Regions from separate parts of the Hordeum vulgare genome. Here region 1 is linked to region 2. A link is a contact called in public Hi-C data. All regions are on one chromosome and are shown on one strand. The core of a region is the stretch at or near the end of the contact, and the rest is flanking DNA. Distances in the headings are between cores, read along the strand shown.

The links. A called contact is a pair of places that touch in the nucleus more often than the background predicts.
Region 1: a Hi-C map of leaf shows a contact between it and region 2, with 6 times the contacts expected there. The contact joins the promoter of LOC123408114 here to the promoter of LOC123413315 in region 2. A contact is called at or near these places in 4 of 6 Hi-C or Micro-C datasets (leaf and seedling).

The regions. Positions count from the first base shown.
Region 1 is chr7H:581,868,148-581,875,751 of MorexV3_pseudomolecules_assembly, reverse strand. It overlaps LOC123408114 (auxin response factor 18-like), which reads right to left and starts at 4,445. Exons shown (of 3, transcript XM_045101304.1): 1 at 2,644-4,445; 2 at 1,543-2,459; 3 at 303-766. The coding sequence starts at 3,747. The coding sequence ends at 694.
Region 2 is chr7H:581,510,124-581,517,832 of MorexV3_pseudomolecules_assembly, reverse strand. LOC123413315 (protein SCO1 homolog 1, mitochondrial) reads left to right here and starts at 4,230. Exons shown (of 7, transcript XM_045106258.1): 1 at 4,230-4,433; 2 at 4,544-4,798; 3 at 5,034-5,124; 4 at 5,989-6,201; 5 at 6,856-6,945; 6 at 7,142-7,274. The coding sequence starts at 4,344.

The sequences.
Region 1 (7,604 bases), core at 3,196-5,695, 360 kb before region 2:
GCAGACGTCGCGCTCCATCGACCACAGGCGCCCTTGTTCGCTTGCCCGCTTCCGCCATCCCGCTCCAGATCGACACGACACGACACGGACGCGGACGCAACGCGCCCGCCCCACATCCTCTCGCATCACAGCCACGCCCGGCCGTGGAACCGGAGAGCTGGCCGGCACCCATCTCGCCAGCCATGTCCACATCACCCACCGCCACCACCCCCTACCTCGCCGTGGATCCAGCGCACCGGACAACAGCAGATATGTCCATGTCCGCGTGCTTGGCTCCGACACTGACGGACCACACACGCATGTTTTCATCACAGAAGAAGAAAAAGGTTCAGACATTCATTCATTCCTCCCAGGAATTCCAGCAAGGAGAACCGCCATGGATTCCAAGCCTGCGTTACTACTACTACATCATCATAATGGGTACCAGCCAACACAACGAAAGAAAGAAAAGTGTCCAAGGATCACACAAACAATCATCCGTCCCATTCTGGGACCTCTCTAATAATCGGAGAAAAACTGAAGCTGCCTGCACCGGTGGTGCTTCTTGACTTGCATCCAGGCCGCGGTGGCTCGCCATTCGGAGTTTGCCGCCACTCTATCTACGCTCTCTGAGAACCGCCACCGTGCGGCGCTGCGCCCCTCCCAGCTGTAGCACATACAAGTGGCGAAAGAGCTTGCTTCCTTCCTCACCCCCTAGCTCGCTACGCTGCTGTCGCCGCTCGTGTCAGTTAGTATCGTCAGCCTACGGGCCGTCTTTGTGAAGTCGCTGCAAAATTTACAGCAAAGTTTGTAATCAGGTTACTATCTGGTCGCTGCAAGATTCACAGCAAAGTTTGTAATCAGGTTACTATCTGATCTGGACAAGAAAGATAAATGGAGGGAAAAAAATGCTTTGCAGCAGCAGAAGGCGATGATGTTTTGTTTCCTTCAACAGTAAGGAAACACTAGTTGTCACCGTAGGGAACTCCAAAGTCAAAGCACCATAAGGAGCAGGATGCTTCCAAGGCAACAACACCTAGAGTTTCGGTGCTTCAAGATACGTCGATTTGGATGCATTAGAAGAAAGATCGCGACTACTATACAAATGTGGCCATTTCCGAGGTTTTGCAATAGATGCAGGGTTTAAATTGGTGATATGGAGGTCAGCAGATGCATATTGTTAGGTGCAATAATAATAAACAGGTAAACTGCAAGTTTCTACTCCCTTCGTTCCTAAATATAAGTTTTTTAGAGGTTTCACTAGAGGAACTACATATGGATGTATATAAACATACTTCAGAGTGCAGATTCACTCATTTTGCTACGTATGTAGTTCTTTAGTGAAATCTCTTAAGAGACTTATATTTAGGAACGGAGGGAGTAGTCAACAATGCTACTGGAAAATTAGGAAATTGCACTTCTCTATACTTGAAGAGTGGATGTGACAAAATACCTAACTGATTCTAAAATGACCAGCGAGCTTTTTTCGGAAGACGAAATGAAACGAGTAACCTTATGATTGAACAGAAACATAGTACATTTATAATCAGAAGTCATACAAACCTGAAAGGTTCATCTCCAGTGTGTTTGAGCGCCCCGGCTGCATCACGGTAGAAAACATGGCTCATCAGCTCAGCTTTTTCCATACCGAACATGTCGGAAAGCCGCCGATATAATTCTTCATACGAGCCAACAGCTGTAAGATCAAGTGTGCGCCCGACGTCTTCTGATTGCATGAATATCTTGCAGTGCCCGATATCCAGCCCGAGATCGAGTACCTTGTTGTCCTGGCACAATGGAACTCTTCCACAGGACAAGTTTTTCATAGAGCCATTCTGGTTGCTTTGTGGGCTTGGAATATCAGAGTTATTCGCCGACTTTTCGGCGCTCATATCAGAGGTGCTCTTCCTAGCAGCAGATGGAGAGAAACCCCGAGAGTTACCTAAAGTGATCTGCTGCTCAGTGAGTATGGGTTTTCCAAAGAGCATCAGCTGGGGTGAAGCCTTCTTGACATCTGAATTGTTGTTGTTCTGGTGATTGCCAATGGTCAGCATGCACGAGATGTCGTCTCGCGCAGACTGGTGACCAATGATAAGCCCCGCGGCGATCCTCGGTTGCCCGCCGTGATCGACCTGGTGAAGCCCGTGCGGTGACAGACTCGACTGCAGTTTGTTAAGGTGGAGATCTGATAAAGATATACCAAATTGAGCATGCCTGGCTCCCTGTATGCCTGCAGGAGTGCCGTCCGGGAAATAGCACATCGGACCGCCGCCGCCGCCGCGTCCGAGTGGGTTTCCGTGGAACATCGGAGACGGAAACTGGCCGTCGACCGGAAGGTCCGGGTAGAACGGAACACAGAGCTTCTTCCGAGGAGGCGAGAATGGAGCAAGGTGAATGGCCGGCATGTTTGAGACCAGCTCAACCAGCCATGGGCTCACCCTCTTCACATTCTGCAGCAGGTCCGGTTCATCCCAAGTCACCTGCAGCAGCACAAGGCCATGGTACCAGGAAAGAATTCTTCAGCACTTCGACAGTCAAATGCATGCTTCTACTACTACTAGCAATCAATTCAATTAGCAGTCAATACTACTCCTGTGGTGCTGTCCTTGAGAGGATTTGTACACAATTAAATACAGATGATTGATGGAGAAGTGGAGATTGTACCTGAAGAAGTCTCCAAGGTGAATTGGGCCATCTAATGGGGTCGGCCACCTGCACGACCGACACAGTCCCCATGAACCAGCTGATCCTCGACGAGTCCTCCGTCTCGAAGGCCATCTTGAACCTCATGCCGGGGCACCACTGGGTGCGCATGGACGCCCTGACCGCGGCCGCCCTCACGCAGAACTCCGGCGTGCTCGCCCTCGGGTAGTAGAGCACGTCGAACGGCTGCCCGCTGACGGCAAGATTGGCCGCCTCGGCGACCTCCTCCGGCCGCACCCTCACCCGCGCCTTCCCCCTCGCCCCCATCATCTTGTTGCTGCCGTCCTCCTCCCCCCTCAGAAACATGGAGAAGCCCCCGTAATTGCCGCTCGCCGCCGGCGACGGCGGGGGCAGCAGCTCCGGGCCGCCGATGCCCCCTTTCTTGGCGCGGCGGATGCCGACGCAGAGATCCCCGTTCTCGGTCCTCATGAAGACGATGGAGTCCCCGGCGACGAGTTTCTTCTGGTTGACGAAGGAGCTCCAGCCGGTGGTGAGCAGGTGGCGGCGGGGCGTGCCGCGGTAGATGTGGCGGAACTTCCAGACGACGCCGTGCACGTCCTTGGCGAGCACGGTCTGGACCGGCGGGTCGGCGGAGTAGTCGAGCCGAGGGAAGATGGTCTCGGCGCAGTAGCGCGGCACGGAGAAGCCGCCGCCGTTGTTGGCGTCGGACTGCGTGAGCGTCTTGGCGAAGGAGGCCGGCTTGTCCTCCTGGCCGGCGGCGGCGGCGGCAATGGCGTCGTCGGCGTCGGCGGCGTCCTGGGGGCGGGCGGGGACGAGGCGGATCTTGGCGAAGACCTCGTCCGTGTCCGGATCGGCCATGAAGCGGACGGCGGCGACGCGGCAGAGGACGAGCGCCTGGAGCCGTGCCCCGGGCGGGAAGTCGACGGCGGCGGCCTGGCCCTGCGCGTGCTCCGCGTGGCCCTGCGGGAAGTAGTAGACCCTGCAGCCGACCGGCGGCATCTGCACCATGCCGCCGGCGCAGGCGTGCCACAGCTGCGGGTCCAGGCACCGCGGCCCGTCCCCCCGCTCCCGCTCCCCCGCCGCCGAGTCCACGAACGTAATCATCCCCTCCTCCTCCTCCTCCACTCACCGCACCGCACCACCCGGCACAGCAGAGAACAGCAAAGCAAATGATCCCAGCAGAATTAGGCAGCCCCCCCACCGTTAACCCCCGCCACCACCAGCACCGGAAGCTTTCGCACCGCCGCCGCCGCGACCACCATCAGAGCAGAGCTAGCTGGCTGAGAAAGGCGCAAGAGGAAGAAAGAAAGAGAGAATTTTGGGGTCAGAGACGGGCGCTGCCGCTGCCGCTGCCGCTGCCGCAGAGGAAAACAAAGAGAGAACGAAAGGAAGGAAGGAAAGCGAGCCCCGACCGACAGCACCGCGATCCATCCATCCATCCATCCATCGACCCGTCGTGCAGTCGCTCACCCTCACACTCACCTCTGGAAGCGCAGATCCCTCCAAACCAAGGACGAGCGGGTGAGGACGAAGCGGTCCGTCCCTCCCTCCCTCCAGTCTCCCTCAGGTGCAGCAGCGGCAGGAGCAGCAGCGCAGATTCCTCCAGACTGCAGCTGACACGCGGGCGCAGGCGGCCTAAATAGGGGCGGAGGGCAGGTCAAGGCTAAGCGGCAGCGGATTAGGGATTAGGACATCAGCAGCAGCAGTAGTGGAGTAGTAGTATTTATTGATAAACTATTGTTTGTCCATCAGTTGCCCGCTGCTTTTCGGCTCGGTTCAGTTGAGTTGAGTTGAGTTCCCAGCGCCTACGAAAAGGCTGGTGCTAGTCCACTGCTAGTGGCAGCTGCTAATTAAAGGCTGCTTATTTTGCGCAGGGGATAGGATTAGCGGCAGGCCTAAGTTGTAATCATCACATCATTAGTGGTGGTGGTGGTAGGAGGAGGAGGAGTAGTATCCACCACTCCATCACGCACTGCCTCTCGTTCATCGGAAAGGCGTTCTCTGTGTGTGGATTGGAGTGGGTTCACATGACCCTCGCTCTCATGGGTAAGCTGTGATCACGAACCAACCGGAACCGGGAGTGCTAATAATAATGCAACGGCCGGGTAGCAGGAGAGGGGGCGAAAAAAAGGAGTAAACGGCAGGCGGTGCCGGGGCCGCGCACACGGGGCGGGGGCGGGGGTGGGGATCGGGTCGGATGGGATCGGGAGATTGTTTTGTCGGGGCGGGTCGTTTGCCTTGCCTGGAGATTCGCTCTCGTTGGTTGGTTGGTTCCAGCGGGCGAGGAGGCCGGGGACGGTGGCGCGGTGGGGGTGCGACTAGTCCAGTCGTCCGCTGCGGCCGCCGGGCGACTGAGCTCTGCCCTGTCCACATGTGACGCTCGCTTGTTCGCTTCCGCTTTCGCCTCGCTCGCTGCTACGTAGTTTTCCTTGCGTAGGGAACGACCGAACGAATTTCACCCCCTCCCTATTTTTTTTGGGTAGCGATTATTCTAGGTTATCAATTTAACTAGCTAAATATATATTATATGTGATAAAAATTATATATTCAGAAACTACATCTTCGCATGAATATAATGATATATTATTTGTTACATACAATACATATTTAAATAGTTAAATTAATGACCTAGAACTACGCGCATGCCCTATACACTTGAACGGAGGGAGTACAGACCAGACGCTTATATATGCGTACATATACTTATCTTTACAAACACATACATGCATATCCTATTCATATGAATATCTTTGAAAGACTGAGTCGAGATATCATGTTGAGATTGATAAAATCGTCACATACGTCTTTGTAGTCGTCAGAAACATTTTCTTTCTAGTAGCTTTTTTAAAAATATTTTTTTTTGATGATTTCTTCGTATACTAGTATGTAAATAATTGCGCGGTTGTGCGCTCCTCCCTTTGGTGCCACATTTTCTTTTCATTTTCATTCTTGGTGTTTGCACTTGTGTTTTCAGGAAAAAACTATAATTTGATAGATTTGATGAGTAGTGGGAGTCCATAATCTACCTGCCTCGCCACTGCGGCCGCGACGACGGCACTGCACTCCTCCCATTGGTAACATTTTTTCGTTTTATTTCCTGGTGTTAGCAGTCGATAATTTCAACGACAAATCCATAATTTTCCAATTTCAATTGTCGTATTTTTAGCCAACAAACTATAATTTAGCAGGTTCGATGAGTAGCGAGAATTCATAATCGGCCTGCCTCGCCGTCGCCGCTGCAACGACGACACTGCACTCCTCCCATTGGTAACATGTTTTTTTTTCATTTCTTTCCTGGTGTTAGAAATCAATAATTTCAAAGAGAAATCCATAATTTTCCAATTTCAATGGGTAGCAAGAATCCATAATCTGCATCCCTCGCCACGTCACAACACGCCGTCCTTTGGTGCCATGTATTTGCATTTCATTCTTGCTGTTGGCATGCGAAAAATCCATAATTTGGTAATTTGAGCTTCCAACCCAAACCAAATTAAATCCAGGCACTTCCGTCTTTCAGTTTGGCTTTCAACCAATTTAAGACTTTCGGGCAACTCACTTGTATTTGATCCATTCCAAAATTTAGCGTCTCCAATGTTGTCAATATCTTGTTCAACCACCAGATTGGGTATGCTATTCCGTTAAGATGCATTCCCCCGGTGTACATTACATTTGATTTGATTGAAGCACAACCGGTCGACCAAATTAGACAATTCTTCTTTGAACAAATTAACCAACGATCCACGCAACAACAACAAAAATTAAACAAGGAGGACGCAAGGCGTTAATCAGTCTGTTGCGTCAATTAATTTCCACTTGTTGATGATGCATGGTCCAATGAAATCTCACTATCCTTGAATTGTCAAAGAGTGAAGCCTTTTGTCGGGCTTGGATGGGATCTTTCCTTGACAGGGTCACAGAAGGAGAAAGCAAGGATGATGATATATCTCCAAATGTGAGACCAGGAATAAAGTATAGTATATCGTGGAACTGAAAATAGCACACGCTACGTAGAGAAAACAATATAGTATATATATATTCAAGAATCAACTGTTTTGATTAGTTCAAGTGTCGTTGAATGATTTGGACCGACAAACGTGTAAAGATGTGGTCAAGTCATTCGCTGTCGACCATATTAATACGACTGTCTCTTGCTTGATTGGGCGTGTAGGAATGACTACTGTAGCTATGGTCACCATGATGTGGCCATGGTTGGACTTATGCTAGCTGAGTCTGGTGGTTGCCAGCTTCATTTTTTGTTTCCTTGCCTCATTTTGTTTCCTTGCCTACTTAGTTTATTACTCCATGCATGCTACTCTCATATTTAGACGTGTGACTGATTGAGAAGTCTCATATAGTTTGGATTTTCTTCTTAAATAGTCGAAGTATTAGCTGGAGTTGATGACATGCATATAGATGGCACACCCCGGCCCGTCACTGAGTGTAAAAATAACATAAACATAATTAAAGACAGAAGCAGATAGAGAGGATATTCTCACCCCCCCAAAACATTTGGATTGGTTGGAGCTTGAGACCAAAGATTGTAAAGAAACATACGGCTCGAAATTGTTGTCCTGTCCACCTAGAATCTTGTTGTCTGAACACTGCCGAACCTGCTTGATTTTGGTACACCAACCATGTTGATCCTCATTATGCGATCTGTTGATACGATAGAGCCAACAAACAATTTAAGGTTCTACATATGAGGTGTTACGTAGCAGCCTAGCTAAGGAGTAAACGAGAGCTCTACATGAAAAGGTGCACTTGGTATTGATTTGGGTCCATATATGGCTGGTGTTTTGTTTTTCTTCCATATGAAGAAATTAGGGTATGTCCAATGTCGACACTCAAACCACCCGCAATTATCGGACAGAGAAGTTCAGACGTGATTTGACAACCAATGCGGTCCTGCATCGGTCCGCAAGCCAGTTCGAAATGCCTGTTGTTCCCGTAAATCAGGGTCA
Region 2 (7,709 bases), core at 2,981-5,480:
CATATACTTCCTCCGTTTTTAAATATAAAGTATATTAGTTTTTTTTTAAGTTAAACCATGTCTATGTTTGACCAACATTATAGCAAAATATAAAGTGAGTTACAATATCAAATATATATAATATAAAAATATATTTCATGATGAATCTAGTGATGATGATTTGGTATTCTAGACCTTGATATTTTGATGTACAAACTTGGTCAAAGTTAGACAAGTTTGACTTTTTTTTAAATAAAAATTCAGGCGGCGACGACATCGACAGGGCCGGAGGCGCTGCTGGTTTCCTTCTCCCCACCACCTTCTTTTTCTTTAGGGTCACCGCCATCGACGACGCCATCGCCGCCGCCGCCAACGGTCGCTTGGAGACGGAGCTTCGTGGTTGCGTGGCGGGCGGCGGCGCGAAGCCATCCTGCAAGTTTGTCCGTAAAGCCATGAAAAGGCCGCACGCGAGACCGGTGCTTGGAGTTGGTGCTGCATCGGAGGTGAAGCTGGAGGTCATCCCCGCGCAAGGGGTTGAGCCAACGACGGCGGAGGCGACCACTGGGTCGCGGGCATAGGGAGGGGTTGTAGGGATGTCGGCACGACCGTCCATCACTGAAATTACGCCGACAGAGGCGCGGGGCGAGGCGCGGCCGGAGCGATCAGTGACTGTTAGAGGTTCGCGCACGAGTTTGGTTAGTTCAACATGCTGGAACAAGCGCACCAAATAAGCCACGCGCGATGCAATTTTTTCCGGCGCACTCACACGTTTTTATGGGATTTCCTATTTGGCACCAGAGACGCCGCATTTTCGTTAACTCGCGCCTTTGGCATTTCAACTGGGCCGGCCCATCTAGGCTTTGTGACACTTTCTTTTTTTCTGAAAATTCTGTGAACTTATTTGAATATTGATGAACTTTTCTAAAATTTCAACAAATACTTTTTAATATTGATGAACTTTTTTGAAATTTGATGAACATCTTCTTATAAATAGATGAATATTTTAAATTTATGATTTTTTTTCAGTTCAATGAACTTTTTATGAACCTTTTCAAATTTACTGAACTTTTTGAAAATTTAATGAACTTTTCCTAAATTACATGATTTTTTTCAAATTGATGATTTTTTTTTCTAAATTAATGAACTGTTTTTCAAATTCATGAAGCTTTCTTTAAAATTGATGAACTTTTTTAAATGCACCAACTTTGGTTGAATTCTGTGAGTTTTTTTATTTTTGCAATATTTTTTGTTGATTTTTTCACCGAATGTCAACTGGTCAACGGACCTCGTCCACCAATCTGATCAACTTCACGAGTCAACTACAAACATCCGGATGAAGGAGCGAAGGCCAGCGAGCTAGCGGGCATATGAGCGCTTAATGGGCCATGGCCTGCTTAACACACGCGTGAGCGTCAGGCTTGCTAGTTGGCGCCGATGGCGCTGAATAGGAGTTCCCTGATTTTATCGCACGGCTCCTCGAACGCTGCTTTCGCGTGCGCGTGCGGCCGATTTCTTAGGCGTGCGGCTTATTTAACATTTTTGTAGACAATCTCGCAAAACTTTATTGATCAATGTTCAAAGGTACAAAAGAGAAATCTCGCGGGATGTCTAGCCATACATGTCGGCCTTCCCCTAACCTCATAATATGTTTCGCTAAACTGCGAGTCTTCACATTGAACGGGACCTCTTATATGGTGCTGCAGGCGTCCTTTTGCCCTTTTGGCGCCTGCTGTGCCCCGCCTTAGGCCGGCCTAGCAAATATATCTGACGCCCCTGCAGGCCCTGAAACTGTTCATTAATTTTCAAAAAATAAAGTACATCAATTTTGTAAAAGAAAGTTCTTCCAATGAAAAAAAGTTCAGCAATTTCAAAAAATGCACATTAAACTTTTTAAAATAATAATTGGTTTTATAAAAAAGTTCATCAAATTTCAAAAAAGTTCATTGAAATTTAAAAAATGTTAATCATATTTGGAAAAAGTTCATCAAATTTTTAAAACAGTTCATCGAATTTGAAAAGAGTTCATCAATTTCGAAAAAAGTTCATCGATTTTTTTTAAAAAGTTCATTGAATTTGAAAAGAGTTCATCGATTTCAAAAAAAGTTCATAGAATTTTAAAACAGTTCATCGATTTCGAGAAAAGTTCAAAGATGTTTTTTTAAAAAGTTTATCGAAATTTCAGAAAAGTTCTTTGATTTTTAGAAAATTCCATCGATTTTGGAACAAATCATCAAATTTGGAAACAGTTTATTGAATTTGAAAAAGCTTCATGAAATTGATTTTTTTCACGAATTTGAAAACAATTTCCACAAATTAAAAAAAACAAAATACAACGCCGCTGAAACAGAATAAAAAATTGAATAACGCCGGTTTGTGAAACTTCTAGAACCTTCCTTAAAAACCGGGCTGATAAAACTGGATGCATACAGTGATAAAGAGGAAAAAGGAATATAGTGTTCACATCGACCGTGATGGCCTAGTGTTCTCTCTGCGTCCACGACCCAAGAGGTTGCGTGTTCGAATCTCAACGTCGCATTTAAATTTTGGAGTTTCAAACAAAAAAACGAACAAAAAAACGAGGGCTAATTGGGCCGGCCCAAGCGCGATAGGACGTGTGCGCTGCAGACGCCCGTTAGCAAAAATGCACTATAACCGGCGTCTGCAGTGCCAAATAGGGTTTACCCATTCGAACTCCGATATTCATGGGGAGCTCCTGTTCGGCGCCTTGGCGCTCGCTGCAGCGACTTCTTGGGCCGGCCCGCGAAGGCAAAGGAAAACGAATAAAAATCGCTAGAAAAACGCACAAGTCGATCTCAGCCGACCATCACACCAACTCGACACTTGTGATTTTAGCAGCTCTAAAAGTCAATGGACTAGTACGGCCGCGCTAAATATTTAGCACTTAGATTTAGAAAAAACCATGAATGTAAAAATGTTCATCAATTTTGAGGCAAAAGTTCACAAACTTAAAACAAGTTCATCAATTTTGAAATAATTGATCATTTTTGAAGAAAACGTTCACCAATTTTAGAAAAATGTAATGATTTTTTTAAAATGTTAATCATTTTTGGAAAAAAGTTCAATACCTTTGACAAAAAAGTTCATGAAGTTTGGAAAAAAGTTCACCGATTTAAAAATTAAAAAATCATCAAACTTGAAAACAGTTCACCAACTTTTCAAACAAAGTTCATTGGATTTGAAAAAGGTTCAGTGAATTTTGAAAAAGTTTATCAAATTTAAAAAATGTTCATCATTTCGGAAAAAATTCAAATATTGAAAGGAAAAAACCTTCAGTCCTGAAGAAAGTTCATCGATTTTTAAAAAAGTTCATCAAATTTTATAACCAAGTTTATCAAAATTGAAAAGAGTTCACAGAATTAGGAAAAAGTTCGTCATTTAAAAAAAATGTATGGATTAAAACAATAAACGACTCAGGAAGACGGAAAATTCAAAAGAAAAAGAAACGAAAATAGAAACAGAAAAAAGAAGAAATGGAAAATGGAAAACAAAAAAAAACCGAAAAAACGATGGTAAGCAAGAAAATGACGTTTTGAAGCACATCATGGCTCCATGGAGGGGTGGTTACCACTCTGTGCACTGAACTAGGAGCTCTTGTGTTTGATACCGTTCTATCATATTTTTTACGCTTTATGTGACAGGCGAATTAAAATATCACGCGGCAGGCGAACAAAATGGGCTGAGCCCAACGAACGTGGCTGCAGGCGCCGGTTAATACAAAATCAAAGAAACCGGCGCCTGCAGCGATAAATAGAAAAAGTCATATTCATGCACTACTTCCTGCGTTCCTAAATATAAGTCTTTTAAGAGTTTTTACTAGGAGACTACATACGGATGTATATAGATACACCTTAAAATATAGATTCATCATTTTGCTTCGTAGGTGATCATTTAGTGCAATCTTTAAAAAGAATTATATTTAGGAATGGAGGAAGTAGAGTACTCCCTCCGTTCCTAAATATAAGTCTTTTAAGCGATTTCACTATGTGTCTACATACGGAGCAAAATGGTTGAATGTACACTCTAAAGTATGTCTATATAAATTTGTATATAGTCCATTAGTGAAATCTTTACAAAGACTTATATTTAGGAACGGAGGGAGTACATTGCATGCTCCTCATAACATGTACTCCAATGGGCCGGTCAATCCCACATGAGCGTCATGCCAACTGGGATGTACCTGTCTAACGGGCCCAACGATAAAGTAAAGGGCCGGTAAGCCCGAAGCCCTCACTTGCTAAACAAGTAAGAAAGCTTGCTCCAAACCCCGGCGGCGCCGTCTCCTCCTCCCGCACCTCCGCCGCCGCGTCGCACGGGAGCACGAGACGACGACGACTGCGACCGCGATGAGGAGGCACGCGCTCCAGCTCGTCGCGCGCGCGGTGCGCACCTCCGCTCCTCGTCCTCACCCTCATCCCCAGCGCCATCTACATCAGGTCAGCACGAACCCCCGCCCGTCCCAAATCTGTCGTCGTTCCGCCGTTCCTCTCCTGTCGCTAAAGCAGCTGATGGATGTGTTTGCGTGCGTGTCTTCTTCGCGCGGCAGGTCGCCGCGCTGAGAGCGTCGACGGGGTTCTTCTCGACCGAAGCTGCCGCAGGCGCGTCCGCGGCTGCCGGCGCGGCGCAGGGCGGTTCGAAGTCCGCTGCGGCTGCGGCTGCGGCTGCCTCCGCGTCTTCTGGCGCGGCGCAGGGCGGCTCGAAGCCCGCGGCTGTGGCGTCGGGTTCTGATGGCGGTGGCGATGGCGGCGGGCGGGATGGGCAGTCGCAGCAAGGGGACTCCGGGAAGTCTGTCCGAGGAGGGGTAAGCTGTTTCAGACGCCCTCCACTTTTTTACATGTGCTCTTTGCTGTGTGATGCGGGTTCTGAATTGAAATTACTGAAACCTCTGCGATGCCACATCGTGGAACTGAGAGATTTAGGACTAGTGAGCTTCTGAATATGGAACGCCAGAAATGGGTCATTTCTGCCTTCTGTCATTGAATACTATATGTGGTAGTCGTAGAGTAATTCTCAATGGCTATATTGCTTGCTTGCAGCCCGTCTCATGGCTGAGTTTTCTGCTGCTTCTTGTGACCGGAGGAGGAATCATAGTGTACTACGACAAGGAAAAGAAGCGTCACATTGAAGGTAGATTACTATGGTGAGTTAGTGTAGTTTTATGTTGCGTGGATCTTTTCATGTGTGGGGATTGTGATCATGTTTCAACTTGTGGTAGTGGGCTATTAATAGTGCTAAAGAGAAACTCTGATGCTGTTCATACTACCATTTCAGATAGAATGTTGGACTGTATAACAGCCTCATGTGTTTTGAGAAGATGTGTATAATCCCAGGCAGCTTAGTGAGTCAAAGTCTGAGATGAATTTTACAGTGATAGCAATTGAATAGTATCATCTTTTGGTTCTTTTTATTAGTAAAAGCACGATTGGACGAACCGATCAATCTGTTTTTTATGCTATATATATCTGCAGATTAATCAGTTCTGATGTTTATGACTGTAATACTATTTCACCTGAGAATCGTTTTTTTTCTATAGCTGCTACCGTATCATGTGAATATGCAGAAGAGTGTCATATTTTGCTTCTTTTACTAAAGTGTCAATCAATTAACCTATTTTTAATGCTACACCTGCTGATTAATCAATTCTAATGGCATTTCTGATTATCGATATCTTTTGCCTGAGCAACAATATTTCTAGCTCCATCCAGCTCTATCATGTGATCGTGCAGATAGTGACTCATACCAGACATAAGTCCATTTAGGTCCGAGATGCTGGATGTTAGTATGTTCTGCTGTTTTATATTGTGCATTTTGACATGATACTTCCCTTGATTGAGAGAAAAACAATTTATTTATCGGATATGGGGGAGGCCAATGCTACCATGTCTTTACTAACTTGTTGTGGAAGTGCCATCCATGCGTAAAGCAATGTACTCCTTAAACTTCTATGTTGTTGAACCTATCATGACTAATCTTGTGTCCCTTGTTAATCAGAGCTGAAAAACAATACGAATTCAGTAAAACCAGCACAATCAGTAGGAACTGCTGCTATTGGTGGTCCATTCAGTCTCCTAAATCATGATGGGAAAGCTGTCACTGAAAAGGATTTCTTGGGTAAATGGACACTGCTATATTTTGGGTTCACACACTGCCCTGACATCTGTCCAGATGAACTGCAGAAGATGGCTGCTGCTATTAACAAAATCAGTAAGTCAATTCAATCTTGCTTTGGCTAGAACTGCTGCGTACAGAGTTAATCATAAAACATACTTATCAGCTTTTCATCAAGCTAATGGTCTTTTATTGGGCAATGAATCAGTTTAATTGCCAATTTATCACTGTTTCACTGATAACCTGCAAACACTGTTATTATATGAAAATTATATGATATTGCACATATGGGTTACATTTTGTTGTTGACACTGGCAGAAGGAATTTGTGTACCACCCATATCTTTATCTTACATAATACCTACACAAATGAATTGGTTGTTTCTGTTTTCCCTCTCACTGAAGCCCAACCCCAATAAATTTGATTATTACCCAGTTACCCAGTTAGCCTGTATTGTGGAAATATAACTTTAGAGCCCCAACAAACATTAGGATGTGATTGTTTTATCTGCTTTAGAGTGTTTAGACTTTCAGCTACATGTACAGCTGTACTCAACTCCTGTGTAACACATTGTGCTGCAGTGAAGTTTCAGGGTATAGTTTGATTTGCCGTAGTTAAGATTCCAAAAAAGGGCAAAAAATGAAACAAAACAGCACCAGCAGACATAGTATTATTATTGTGTGTTCATTTTTTGGATGTGTGCTATGTATATCATCACGATTCACGAAGTTTTGCTTTAATTTGCTTCAGAGGAAAAGGCAAAACTGGAAATTGTGCCAGTATTCATCTCGGTTGATCCTGAAAGAGACACTGTTGAGCAAGTCCATGACTATGTTAAAGGTACGCAATTTTGTGCAGTTGAGGATTGCTCATTTTGCCACCTTCATTAGTTTATTTTTCAGCATGCATTGGAATTTCTTTATCCTTCTTGTTAAGTTTCTGAAGCATATTACTATCATATATATTGAGGTTGCTGTATCAGTCCATATTGTTTTCAGTTGTGATGTCTAACAATTGTCACTTGTCTGTGTTGCAGAGTTCCACCAAGATCTCATAGGACTAACTGGTACCTCTGATGAGGTGAGAAAGGTTGCTCGTGCTTATCGAGTCTACTATATGAAGACAGAGGAGGAGGGTTCTGACTACCTTGTTGATCATTCAATTGTCATGTATGTAAAAACTAAATCTTATAATTTTGTTATCTTATTGCTTTCTTTCAACTTTGATGGTATGTCTGGTTTGCAGTAGGTACGCACTAATCAATAGAATAGCAATTTTACTGTATGCAATAGTAACAAACCAAAAGTAGAAGACCTTCATTGGAGGGAAAACAATCAGGTCGTTCTTGCCCGTGCCAGGTCTTAAACTAAAACGCCTGATCTGTCAAGTTGCCCTGTTCAAACGGGACTTCACCTGGCTATTGTCCTTTGTAATAAGGCCAGCTGCAACTAATTAATGTGCCTTCCAAACTGAACCTATCAAGTAGGCAATAATATTGGGTACAACCCATGTGGCACCCATTATAGATTATACCCTGTTGTGATGAGTGGTGATGAATGGCTGTCCAGCTACGCCCGTGGACTCTGTCACTGTCTCCATTATTG